2 separate regions of the Xenopus tropicalis genome follow, and region 1 is linked to region 2. A link is a contact called in public Hi-C data. All regions are on one chromosome and are shown on one strand. Each heading gives the region's core, a stretch centred on a gene start, on an enhancer-like site or on the middle of the called end of the contact. The rest is flanking DNA. Distances are from core to core; before and after follow the strand shown.

Region 1 (7,027 bases), core at 4,506-7,005, 140 kb after region 2:
CAGCCTGTATGCTTATCATAACTGTGAATCTTTGTTTATTTAGAAACAGGTTCAGACTAAGATTCAGGAGGGGCTTGAGTGTAAGTTTTGTTGGTTGCCTTTAGAGAACAGGGAAGGTGTAGGTTCTGGAGTCCTACATGAAGCTTATGCAAATGTTACCCAGTGAATGAGGCCTAGCCACCTATAGTTGTACTATGTGAAGGGCAGTGCAGGGTAGTTAGTGCTGTTTTCAGGCCTCCTACCAGTATATGGGCCCTTTATGGAAAGATTAAAGGGTACAGTCTATAGATTGTGCAAAAGAATCGTTACAGCTAAGTACTCTGAATATTTAAATACAAATTTTACTTTTGTTTTTTACGCTATCACTTTTGTATATATTAAAGAAACACTGCTTTTGCTTAATACAAGTGATATTCTAGCCTTAGTTAAGGGGCTCATTTAAGCAGCTAACGGGCAAATGTAAGGCCTACATGCAGTCTTGGGTTTTAGTGTACAGGAGTCGGTAGCTGAAGAGGCAGGAATAAACACAGTGGCCTAAGTTGCATTGGTTTTCTGTATGTATGGAGTATAAATGGCCCATAAATTACAGCTTTATTTGAACCTGTGTGTCTGATAGCAAAACATGTCCCTGTTTAGGTTCTGTGAATGGGAACCAGTAACATTTTTATTCATCATTTAATCTCTTGGCCTTTTTAGAAACCTTTTGGGTTTCAAAGTGATGCTCTTGATTTTAAGTGCAATTTCTTATTGTGGATATATAATAATAAAATGTATTGTATAAAGAGGTATCATAAAAATAAGGATAGGGCAGCAGTTCCTGCCCGACTGGGTACTGTGCTCTCTAAAAGGGCAGTCTGGAAAACATAAGGATGTGTCTCTTTAAACAATATCAGAACACAAGTAAGTAACAAATAATTATATTGAACAAATTCGCAAAGGTTTTCTGTTCTTTTCTTTTTGTGAACCAGCGTTGCAATTTTTCTCACTGGCACCCCCTAGTGTTAATATACCAATACAGGTCTATTCTGGCCTAATTTGCAAAGCCAAAAGCAGCATGCAAAGTGCAAAACAAACAGCAATAAGGCATTGTTTTGCACACTTTGTATGCTGCGTTTGGCTGTGTGCAAATAGCTGCGGGCCTTTGTGCACACAGACCTGTGACATGCCTTTTTGATCCAGCGCTGACTGTGTTATATCAGTGCAAGATTCAAGGGAGATGGGGGGGTGGGGGGGGGGGATTAGACACCTAGGCATTGGTGGTTTTGGGGTAAAGCAATGCCTTTGCAAAGTTCATCAACACCATTTATCTTACCTCATTTTCTTTCCAATATTACCTTCATCATTAATTTTCCTGCCTAGGTTCCCAACCCTCTCTCCCCATCTGTCTCATTCGGTTTAAACTACATCTATCACCCTATACATCCTCCACATTCCACTCCCCCAAAACCCACACTTCTCCATCTCTACAAAACCTTTTATTTGTAACTACCATCACCACTTCATTTAAAACCATCTATCCAGGGGCAGGTTTATATATATACTAGAGGTGGGTGGAAGTGCAAAGGAAATCTCCTGCTAGCAAGTGGCCCTATCTAGTTCTTCCATGTGCTGCAATCAACAAGCGTATTCTCAAGTTCTCAAACTTTAAAATGTTCTCTAAATTTTGTTCTGATGCCTCTTCGGCTTATCACAACTAGGACTCACCTGTTGGAAAAACCAATAGCAAAGATATAACTGCAGACTTTACTGTTACATGCTGCTAAGGCACAACACATGTAATCAGAAAAACTGAAATGCAGTATCTTACCCTAGGAAAAATTGACTGAGCATTATAACACTTTTTGTATAAAGAAAGAAAATTTTATATAAATTGACACTGAAAGCAGTATCTGTCTGGCTCTTTATATTGTCTGCACATGAGAAAGGGCATGCAAGGCCTGAAACGTGTTGTGTTTAGTAGTCTACAATACAATTAAATTACAGCAGTCACACTGCTTAAGGATTGCTCCCCTAATCTCTTTGTTTTTTGTTTATTTTGTCTGCACTGTTCTGACTCCCCAGCATTTACCACTAGTGATGAGCGAATCTGTTCCATTTCGCTTTGCTGAAAAATTCGCAAATCTTTCAAAAGATCCACGAAACGGCGAAAAATTTGCGAAGCAGCGAAAATGTAGTGCGACAAAAAAAATTGTCGCTCGCGGCTATTATTTTGTCCTGCGGCTATTGTTACATCGTCCCCGGCTATTATTCCGTCGCACGGCTATTATTTTGTCGCTCGCGGCTATTATTTCGTCATGCGGCTATTCTTTTGACGCCCGCGACTATTCTTTTTTGACGCTGGCGAATTTTTCTGCGGCGACTTTTTTCATCCGTTTCGCGAAACAATCCACCAATGGCAAAGCGCGGAAATTCGCCACGAATCCATGCCTGACGAAACATTTCGCCCATCACTATTTACCACTGCTCTCAGTATGCACCACACTTTTGATAATGATATTCTCCATATTGAGTCTGTCAGGGGTAACATAGGGCAGCTACAGTATATTAATGCAATTACAGATGCCACCAAGTCCCAAAATTTGCCAGTATGGTTTTATCAAATACGGAAACGTTATTGCGGAATTGCAGTACTTCAAGTTTCAGATCAAGTCATCCAACATCAACTAAACCCAGTAACAAGTTTGAATAGTTTCAGCAGTGTGTAATGCACATTGGCCTCCAAGGGAAGTTCTTTCATCTGCACCTTTAGGACAGTTCTAGGCATTGTCCTCTCACACTGCCATCAAAGCACTCAGAGCTTCATTCATTCATAGCTAATTCAACCCATCCCTACCCTTCAGCCTCCATGTTAAAGATTTTAATAATATGTATCACTGGTGCCCTATTAATTTTTAAAAATATTATACTAGTCATATAACGGGGCAATCTCAGCCAGGCTGATTTACTTCCATAGACTATTCATTAACCATTTAATATTTACACCCTGTTTCTATTAGGAAAACCCTAATACTAGCCTAGGGGGTAAAAAAAGAACCAGCCTCAGAGAGGCCAAAAAGTGCAAAAGCTGAAGACACTGCTTTTATCTAGACCAATACTCCAGCCCATTAGTGATGAGCGAATCTGTTCCGTTTCGCTTCGCCGAAAAATTCGCGAATCTTTGAAAAGATCCGCGAAACGGCGAAAAATTCGCGAAACGGCGAAAATGTAGTGCGCGGCTATTATTTTCTCGCGCAGCTATTGTTTCATCTCCCGCGGCTATTGTTTTGTCGCGCGGCTATTGTTTTGTCGCGCGCGGCTCTTGTTTCGTCGCCCGCGGCTCTTGTTTCGTCGCACGGCTCTTGTTTCATCGCCCGCGGCTATTGTTTTGTCGCGCGGCTATTATTTCGTCGCGCGTGGCTCTTGTTTCGTCGCCCGCGGCTCTTGTTTCGTCGCGCGGCTCTTGTTTCGTCGCCCGCGGCTATTGTTTTGTCGCACGCGGCTATTGTTTCGTCGCGCGCGGCTATTGTTTCGTCGCCCGCGGCTCTTGTTTCGTCGCGCGGCTCTTGTTTCGTCGCCCGCGACTATTCTTTTTTGACGCCGGCGACAATTTTTGGACGTGCGGCGAATTTTTCCGCGCCGAAATTTTTCATCCGTTTCGCGAAACAATCCGCCAATGGCGAAACGCGGAAATTTGCCGCGAATCCATGCCTGGCGAAACTTTTCGCCCATCACTACAGCCCATGTTTAGTTTTGCCTGTGCAATTTCTCCACCATAACATAATTAACTCTTGTCTGGCCCTAAAAAGCCTTTCTATTTTTTTAACTAGTCAAGTGTTATATTCATACTCCATGTGGAGTTGTTTTTAATGAAAATGCAAAAATTGTACAGTGATAGGTGGTTACAGCAGAGTAAGGGTGACAGGCACACTGGGTTCTTTGTTACCCACTGGTAATTACTGGTACTGTTTCCCACTGGTATCCACTGCCTTTCACAATAAATGTTCTTGGGGTGTTAGTACCCACTGCCTTTCACTATAAATGTTATTGTTTTGTTAGTACCGAATGCCTTGCACTGTATGTGCTTTCTGTATAATATTGTCTTTCACTGGATACTTTGGAGCAGCTAGCAGTTAGGCAGGTTTTCAGTGCTGAACTTGTGGATGTGTGTCTTATGTGTGTTAATATGTCACTGCATATAGTGTGCTTGGGGCGTAATACCTGCCTGCCTGTACCTTTATCTTTCACTGTATATAATATGCTTAGGGGGGTCAGTACCTACAGCCTTTCATTTAACATAAGGTGCTAGGGGTGCTGTGTAGCAATTCATTATATTACAGCTTTGTTTATTTGCTACCAAAATATTGGTTATGGCATGGGCATTTTTATTTCATTAGTGGAACATATATTTACTGGTGGATTGTGACTTTTCCAGAACTGAGCACTTTACCTGTTTGAGGTTATTACTTAATCTAATTTCTTGTGTAGGTGTGGGGGTCCCACCACTGAGATCTTTTCCCTGAGTGCAGTGATACCTTAATGCCACCCTTGTAATGAATGTTAGTTTGGGTGCTGTGTCCACTGCCCAAGATAAATTATAAAAAGTACATTATTCCAATTAATTTGGACACATTGCAGCTGGTATGTCAGGGGGAACAGGAAAAATAGACCACACAGTATCTTTGCCCCACAGACTGTGCAGCCCCTAAAGTGCATGTCTTCTGTTTACTGGTAGGTGCTGCCCAACGTTCAGTGCTGAATAGCCCCTCCTGCCATCCATAGGCACACACAAGCACACACACATATTCACATACTAACACACACAAATGCCCCCCCCCCACAATACAAACTACCCTTTATTTTGCTTTCTGCTAAAACTTTTGTCTATTTGTTTTCTGCAAGGATCGTGAACTCAATAAAACAGTGGTCATTTTTATTCACAACACAGTGAGCAAAATGCAAATTTCCAATGCAATCACTATGTATTTTGCAATTTATCCCAAAATTCCAGCATTGTTGAGGTTGCTAGGAGAAGTTGTGCCTGATGCAATTGCATTTATATGTCAAAAGTAACTTGTGGAGCACATCGACACAACGTAGATGATATTAAAATGTCATTTTCTAGTAGATATTATTTTTGGCATTTAGTGTGAGAGTGATGTGTGAGCAGGACTGGACTGGGATTCAAAATAGGCCCTGGCATTTCAAGTATACAGAGGCCCAAGCAGGTCCCCCACTAGCCCAATAAAAAGTGACTGTCTATGGCATCTTACAGCAGCCCCTCTGGCATTTGCCAGATCCACAGATTGCCAGTCTGGGTCTGAGTGTGGGTCTGGTCGTTTTGACGCATCTTTGTTGCTCCTATTGACTCATGCTACTGTAGGAACCCTGGAGCTAGCACCTGGATCAGATGTAACAGTAGTTCCAGGGTTCCTCTGTGGCAATAGGTGCAAAAGTGCTTGATTTGGAACAGGAAAGAAGAGGAAGGCGCAGCATAACATACAGGGTAACACCTGCTGGTGTAGGGAGTGAAATGAGTAGTGAGTGAGTGATTGCTGGCTGCTATTATTGATCACTGTTTGTGTCAGTCATTCTACGCCAGGAGGGAGTGTCCCGCAGTAAAAACCTAGCAGGCTCAGGACAATGCTTAGTTCCTGCAGGCAAACAGTCAGTCTCCAGGCAACAGAAATCTCCAGGCTTTGCCCTGCCATTCAGAGAAAGTAATGTGCAGAATGGGAATGAAAGGAGAGAAGCACGTGGGAGTTACTATGCATGTACTTCATAATTACCACTCTGTGTTGTTGCTCCCTTTCACTTGTACACAGGGCTGCCGGAGAGATAGCACCATACCCTCAGTAGCAGGGCACTATGCCTGGGATACACTCACTGGAGGCACAGTAAGGTAAGCTGATTGGGTCAATGAAGTGATTGCAAAGCAATGGCAGAATTAATGCAAAAGTGCTTTTCATTTCAAGGAACTCAATTTAGTTGATCCATCTACCAGCAACAAATAGATCAGGTTTTTTTTTTCTTATATATATCAGGGACACAAGGACTGTATTAATTAGCCTGTAAGCAGATGTACACTACCCAAATCATAGCAAAAATTGTATCTGATAAAATAAAGACATGTTGATTTACACTTTTATTTAATCTTAAACTTCGCAGATATTTAGTTTGTTCAGATTTGTTGTTTATTTTTAAAAATAAAAATAAAATAAGTGCATTAAAAGCTTAATATTATTACCATTATGTATTCAACCAGTTTATTTCATTTTTTATTTTGGCCTATATATGTGTTCTAGACAGGGACCAATTCATATGATTGTATTTGCTGTATAAAATGACATTAACGTTGCTGCCATTCAACTGTCCATTCAACCGTCCCAAAAATATATATATAGTATCTGTGCAGCAAATACATGTTCCCCCCACCTCCCCAGTGCATTAAATATATTATACTGACCAATTATGCCTATCAAAGTTGTTAATCAGTTCTTGCAATAACAATATTTCAGGATATTCTATAATACTGAGTGGTTCCACAGTGGTATGGTGATAGGCTGGAGTTCTGGTACATGTTACTGCAGTGTTTCAGCCTAGTGAATTCTATGAATGTACCAATGGTTGGGTGTATTATCACTGACAAATTCATAGATAGAACTGTAATCACTTGCAGTATAGGCATTATAAAGGAAATGACACACAAGTTCACCTGATTGTGTTAAATTTGAGTTTGAGATGCATCTATTAGTATTCAGGTAATTTTATATATATATATATATTACAATTGGTTCACTCTCAAATGTTTTAAAATTAAAGTCTCTTTACCTCAAGCTCAGAAGCAATACTGAATTCTGTCTGCACTTTAGTTAATGTGTTGTGCAATTCAGGGCAAAATACTCACCACTCAGGGAGAACAAGGTGTTGTGCCAAGAAACATTACAAAGATTAGATTCTGTGCTGATTAAGGTATTTATCTCCTTAGCAAATGGGTACACATAGCTAAAGACAGGGATCCTGGGTGCATACAGAGGGTTGGCATGAATGT
Region 2 (7,091 bases), core at 1,184-3,683:
ATTCACGAAAAAGTTGCGACAGCGCCGAAAAAATCGCAAAAAATACGAAAAAGTCGCAAAATCTTCGTTTCCAATTAGATTTTTTCCCATTCGGGATTCGGATTTGTGGATTAGTAAATCAGCCCCTATGTATGTCTGTTAAATATTTAAGGGGGATCTATCATTATATCAAAAATACATTGGGTACATTGCATTATTTTTCACTTTATGATTCTGTTTCCAAAAATGAGTAGTTTTTGCATTAAATATTATTTATTTTTATATACGCAAGCACGGAAAATATTATAATCTGTGCATCATAACTACATTGGGCATGCATATCAGAGCCAGCATAGATATTGGTATAGCTATTTTGCTATACAGATTTATATTTGCTATACATTCTGGGTCATTAGAGATCATTAGATCTAGTAGTGCATGATTTCTGGTTGGCTGCTCAAAAACCTGTGACCTAAAACGTCATGTAGGACGTTTAGAAACTTGTTTTCATTAACTCTAGTGGCAGTACTGTAGCTCCACTCAATATCTGGGTAATTAAAAGCCCCCATTTTTAGGCTTGCCCCAAATTAGCAGCCTTTTCTATTTGAGTCTTGTATTTGTCACTTACATAAGGGGGTCAGTGCCATGCTACAACTTGCCTGTTGCCTGTGAAAAGTTTGACCCATAAGACTTTAGCCAGTGAGGAAGTAAGAAGACATCATCTTCTATATTACAGTCCTCTATTATAGTATTTTATATGGTATCTACATGTATATTAAATAGTTATTATTTATTTTATTAAATAAATAAATAATTGCTGATGTCTTTATGGAGCAAGTAATTACCCTACAGCCACAAGGCTGTGTACTGTGTGGTGATTGTTTTGTTATCAATGAACACAACACGACTATAGCAAAAATCATATTATTGCTATGCAATCATTATGAGATTATTGTTATGAATTCTACTTGGTATCTAAATATTTAGAAGAATCAGCAGCTTTGATGCTAGTAGATTATGTATCCTCTAGATGGCGCTAGTATTCATTCAATTCCGTGTAGCTAGCGTAAACAATTATAAAACACCATTTTTTAACGTACAATCCCAAAATAAAGGTCATGTGAAATACTGTTAATTATTAAAACAAATACTCCTAGCAAACAAGAAAATTTGGAACATATTTTTAGATTTATCATCGAAGAGCATTAGACTCTGTAACAGGAGTTACATTGTAATGCTTGCCCAGGGTATCTATGCTTCTTTAAACCAGACATACTTATTACAGCTCCTGGCCGAAGTACTAGATGTGCTAAAAAACCTGAAGGTGCAGTTCTATTACTAAATGTGTGTATTTATGTAAAAAAAGCACAGGTTCAGCTATGGGGTTTAAAGGGGCAGCAATAACTTTTTTGTAACATGAGAACATTTTTTTAAAAAAATCTTAACAAAATGCTTTTTTTAATATAAAACTAAAATAGAGAGTTAATTAGGATTACTTACACCTATGTAATTAGCTGTTAGCTTAACTAGAGATAATGAGATCCGTATAAACAACCCCCCCCCCCCTTTTTATTCATTCCTTTGCAACTGTTTTGACTTACAGATAAGCAGAAGCCTGTTCTTTGCAGGCTCAGTGATGTAAAAAATACACTAATCTTTTGTAAAGAATGGCCTGCTGGGTACCATGTAATAGCCCAGTGAGCCTGTGCAATTCAGTGTTGGTTTGAAGGGGAATGTATCATTGTGCAACAGGACAGTTCCACTGGGTAATGCCAGGAAAGCTTGTGTGATTCATTTCATTCTGCACAGAAAAAAATGTAGTAGCTACAGTTATTTTTAAAGAAGAAAGTAATGTATATTTTACATTAAAACAAATAAATAATTTAATAACAGTTATATTTACAAATCACTTTAATACAACTGCAGCTCTGTAATTAAAATAACTGGAAAGTTGCTTAGAATTTCAGTTTTATAATGTCTTTGAATAGGCAACATTGGGTTTACAGCCCCTTTACTATTACTATTATTCATATTACTTGGTTCCCAGTTTAGTGTTTAACTGACCACATCCCTAATAATCACATAAACAGTAGTTCAGAACCTCACCTGAAATTCTGGGGTACTCAGTTACTGCCCAAGCACATCCCTATTAACCCTGTCACAACACCAACCTACCCTATGACTATCTGCTCGACATTCCTATTAACACCTACTTTGTTGACAGTAGCTGTCCTAAAGCTGTCCCCAACAACATAATGTGCCCACATTTACTGACATGTCCCACATTACCATTTACCAGCAAAGAATTACTTCATACTGTTTAAAGCTTGTCCCTAGCAGTAAAATCTGTTATATGGGATTTCCTTGTGAATCATTTCATTTCATTTGTGTTCACAGCATTAACTTGCCTTGCCATTGCTTCAATGCATTCAAAAACATAAGCAGGGGCGGGAGGGCAGTCTCAAAATATAATCACTCCTCTAATTAGGGAAAGTCCACACCGTGGTTAAACACAACATGCAGTGTGACACAGGGGCTGCAGATGGTGTGTGAGTGCTATGCTGCTTGCTGGGGAATAACCTGCTCTCCAGAGAAGAATCAGAATGCTGAACATGCCCATATTGTGAGGCTTATTCACAGAGTGGGGCTGCAAGGCTGAGCTCTTGTTCCTAGAACCGCTCTGAACCCATCTGGACCCAATGCATAGACAAGCAACAGGCAGTCTCCCTGTCCAAGGATTGGATGTTTGTCAGAACCACAGTACCATTACAGATCTGTATGCAGCTACAGAAGTACTACCTGCTGCACTCAGCTGCTTGTCTGTTTTCTGAGCAGAATTATTCCCAGAATGTTCCATAACCTGCCCTGAACTGCACTTCTCATCCAGAGAGGCACCACAGTGTCATACATCTGCAGGCTCACCTCCCCGCAACATTACAGTAAGTGAATATGAGAGACAGATGATTTAAATGGTACTGTGATAGTCGGAACTTACTCCGATCATTTGCAATGACAGCTTTCATTAAAGGAACAGTAATACCAAAAGAATTAAAGTGTCAACGTACTGTTGCCCTGCACTGGTACGAGTTGTGTGTTTGCTACAGTAACTCTACTATAGGTTATATAAATAAGCTTCTGTGTAGTCATGGGGGCAGTCATTCAAGCTGGAAAAAAATGAGAAAAAGTACAGGTTACATAGCATAGGTCTATGTAACCTGTACATACATATGCTCTGTGAAATACAATGGTGTTTTACAGATGTTATCCATTATCTGCTATGTAATCTGTACCATTTAGCCCTATTTCATTTTTAATAGCAATCACCAAGGCTACACAGCAGCAACGTTGTTTATATAACTATAGTAGGATTGCTGAAGCAAAGACACAACTTTTACAAGTGCAGGGCAACAGTACATTATATTCTTAGTACTTTGAGACATTTTCATTTTTGGTAAAACTGTTCCTTTAATGTCCAAGGCTAGCCATTTCTCTTTCATTTTTACATTTTGTATAGTATTTACAGTCACTATGCCTGAAAAATTGAACGAATCTCTCCCGAAATCTTCCCAATCTACCAAATAACTTTTTCTCTGCATTTTCCTACTTTGATTACAGTACAGGTATGGGATCCTTTACCTGGAGATCTGGTATCCAGAAAGCTCTGGATTATGAGAAGGCCATTTCACATAGAGTTAATTTTATTTAAATAATTCTGTTTTTTATTATTCCCTTTCTCTTTGTAATACCACTACCTTGTAACTAAGATGTATACATTCAAGGCAATTCTATTAAGTTTATTTAATGTTTAAATATATTTTTTTACTAAAGATCCAAATAACAAACCATAAGGTCCCAAGCATTCTGGAAAATAGATTTATATAACACTATATATTCTTCATCTATCTAACATTGTACTACCTACTGCAAGCAACTTAACCATGCTCTTTGTCACTAGGGCATTATTATTTATATAATGGAAACATATTTAATAGTGTTTAGGGGAAGAAATTAACAAACTAGCATGGACTTAGTTTGGTGGATTATTTATAAAAGCAACACTTTCCCTTTACCTTTGGGAAAGGGGAAAACAGCATGAACTTATAATGGTTAGGCTGATAGTAAAGATGGCAGTAAGAGTGTATATATAGAGAATGAGGAACGTCCATTAACAAATATTGATAATAAATTCTGCACCACTACCTTGAACAAACTACCTTTCACCTTTCTCTTCCCCTTTTCAGTAATAATAATAATTTACTTTTACTTCCTTAGGTAGAGCCAATATTACTGCACATTTCAGACTGCCTGGCGTTTACTTAATACAAGATGGAAACTGCCTTGTGGAGCCTCTTGCTGGGGTTGCTGGTGCTAAGGACCATGGGGGCTAATGAACACTATGACATTTGCCAAAAAAAGACAGGAGACTGCTGCAATCTTTGTAATCCTGGTAAGATTGTTTGAACAAAGCAATAAATCTGCACCCATGCTGTGGGCTACATTAGACTGATCCAGTTGTTTAGTACTAACAACCACAGCTCTGATGTGGAGCATTCTATCCTATAAATAAATGTATCACCCTATAAATAAATGTATCACCCCCCAGTGCTAGTATTACTGTTAATGATTGGTCTCTATAGAGAGTGCAGGATATGTACTAGTTCTGGCATGTGCAGATACCACCCATACCCAGGCAATGCATCAGAGGACTTTATCCAAATGATACTGAGGTTAATAGTAAATTCGCCTTCAATTATAACTTCACTGTTTGGATGTTGTTTTTTAATATGTTCATTTATTAAGATACACTAAGAACAAGTTGGACAGTAGCCTCCCTGTATCAGGTGCACTACACCATCCAGGGCCACCAGTTCCATCTTGCTTTCTCAATGGGGGGAGTCACTCGTAGCACCTTGATTCCTCAGGCTGAATCTACTCACTGGTGCCTCTGGGATCTACTTGCTTGGTAGTAACAATAATCTCAAATTGTGTTTTTGCAGGATACTTGCTTAACATGATGAATGGATGCGGCAAATGTACTCCTTGTCCGAAAGGAAGCTTTATGGAAACATCCAATGACAACTCCAGCTGTAAGAGATGCAAAACATGTGAAAGTAAGTCCCTTACATAATTTTGATGTGTGCCTGTTAAAACAACACATGTATAGGATCTATTATGCAGAAACCTAATATCCTAAATGCTCTGAAATATAGGAATGCTGTTTACATTTTTTACATTTTTAGACTGATTCCTTTTCCCCCCTGTAATAATAAAACAGTACCTTAGGCTAGATAGTAACTAAGCTGCTTGAATCCCTATTGGTGGTAAAATGATCCATTTGGGCTTTTCTTCTTTACATTTTTAGTTTAGGTAGCCTTAATAAATGGCTATCCAAATATATAGAAAGACACAGCTAATAGATTATTTACCTTTATATCATATTTTGCATTGCTATGGTCCTCTACTGCAGGGTCATCTGTAACACAGGGCACTGACACTATGGGACCCAACCATCAGAGTTATCCTAGTAAAGTTACAATATGTGAAATAATGTCTATAAAGAATAATTGCCTATTATTTTTAATACCCCCCCAATCATGTATCAGTTGCTGCTCTCAGGTTTCTGAAGGCGGTAGGAGGCATCTGGAAACCTTGGGCATCTATTCTTTGCATAGGGTCCTTTAGTCAGCTATGCAGGTGCAAAGAGTATTCCTTGAACAAAAAAAATTATGTTACACACACTTTAAATCTGCAGCTTCATGTTTTGTACTGTTATGCTGGGTTAGCATTTCAGTGCTTCCCTCTGAGAACCGAGAGTCAGGAAGAGTCACTTCCTCACAGCTTTACCTAAGCTAGTGACATGCAGCCATAGACACACGTGATGGCATGGAACTCCCTGGCTCTATGTGTGTGGCTTAACCACCGTTACGCTCTGCACAGACGGCAGGAGTTCCCTTTCCTCCCACAGACAGGATACACCTCACTGTCATGCACTGTGTATCTCTGGTTGCCTACATCAGCTATGGATTGTATCATGATATAACAAGGACTGGAATTATTGTCTGGAAACCTATTATCCAGAATGCTTAAAATATGGGAATGCTTTGAAAGGAAACTATGTTTTCTTTTGACCAATTTCCCTTTTCCTAATAATAAAACAGTAACTGGTACTTGATGGCAACTAAACTGCATGAATAGAAGTTGGTGGCAAAACAATCCTATTGTGTTTATTTAATGTTAAAATGTTTTTGTAGCCTTATGGAAAGCCCAAAAGCAAAGCATTCCTGATAATACATACAATAGCTATAGTTAATACCTGCAGCAGGGAGGCTATGGGCATCAATTAGGCTGTTACTCTACTACATTATTTGTCTCACAGCAGAGTTAGACTGCCCTAACAGAGTATCAGAGGATCTTGCAGTCAGCCCCAGCCCTAGTGCCCCCCCAGCCAAGGACCATTCTTATCAGCCCTGAGTGGGCCCTCAATATTAAGTGGTGGGACCAAGAAGCCAATCCAACACTGTCAGCCAGTGCAAATACTGAGCAGCCTCTTCTGTTGGTTCCCCAGATGGAACTTCAGAAATTTAGGGCACCAAACATTTGTAGTTAGAAACTAAAAGTAGAACATTCAGAATCACCAGGGACCTTGCAGATCATTGCTTCTGAAAGAATACATTTGCATAGATTTAACCACTCAGTAGGACTGACATGCACCCTTAGTAACAGGCTCTAATAGTGATATGCAGAGCACAAATAGATAAAGAGCACCTCACATGTATTGTAAGCTCTCAAACCTAAATAGGCAGCACCCAAGCACCCTGCCATCTTGCTACAAAGTGCACAAGTCCTACCAAAAAGCTGGTAACAGCCAAAGTGTTGAGTAAATAGTAAATTAATAATGAATAAAACATTGTAATGTCGGGGCTGGATGTCCTGGCTATTTATTGCAATAATATTGCATTTGTGATGGTGCATAACAGAAAGTGCAAGCGGAATTTCCCCTATGAAAATTCTGTGTTTTCCCCTGTGTTTAATAGAATCGTTTACACTTGAGTGGTATTATAATCTGATCCCAGGTAACACCCTTCATGTATGAAAATAACCATGCAAATCCC

The links. Hi-C and Micro-C count contacts between places; a contact is called where the count stands out from the background.
Region 1: a contact with region 2 is called in a Hi-C map of neurula embryo, with 4 times the contacts expected there. The contact joins the promoter of ccdc27 here to the promoter of tnfrsf9 in region 2. A contact is called at or near these places in 3 of 5 Hi-C or Micro-C datasets (brain, gastrula embryo and neurula embryo).

Annotation. Positions count from the first base shown.
Region 1 is chr7:96,714,552-96,721,578 of UCB_Xtro_10.0, forward strand. It overlaps ccdc27 (coiled-coil domain-containing protein 27), which reads left to right and starts at 5,756. Exons shown (of 13, transcript XM_031906379.1): 1 at 5,756-5,878.
Region 2 is chr7:96,582,868-96,589,958 of UCB_Xtro_10.0, forward strand. It overlaps tnfrsf9 (tumor necrosis factor receptor superfamily member 9), which reads left to right and starts at 2,434. Exons shown (of 9, transcript XM_031906603.1): 1 at 2,434-2,918; 2 at 4,252-4,426; 3 at 4,977-5,090. The coding sequence starts at 4,306.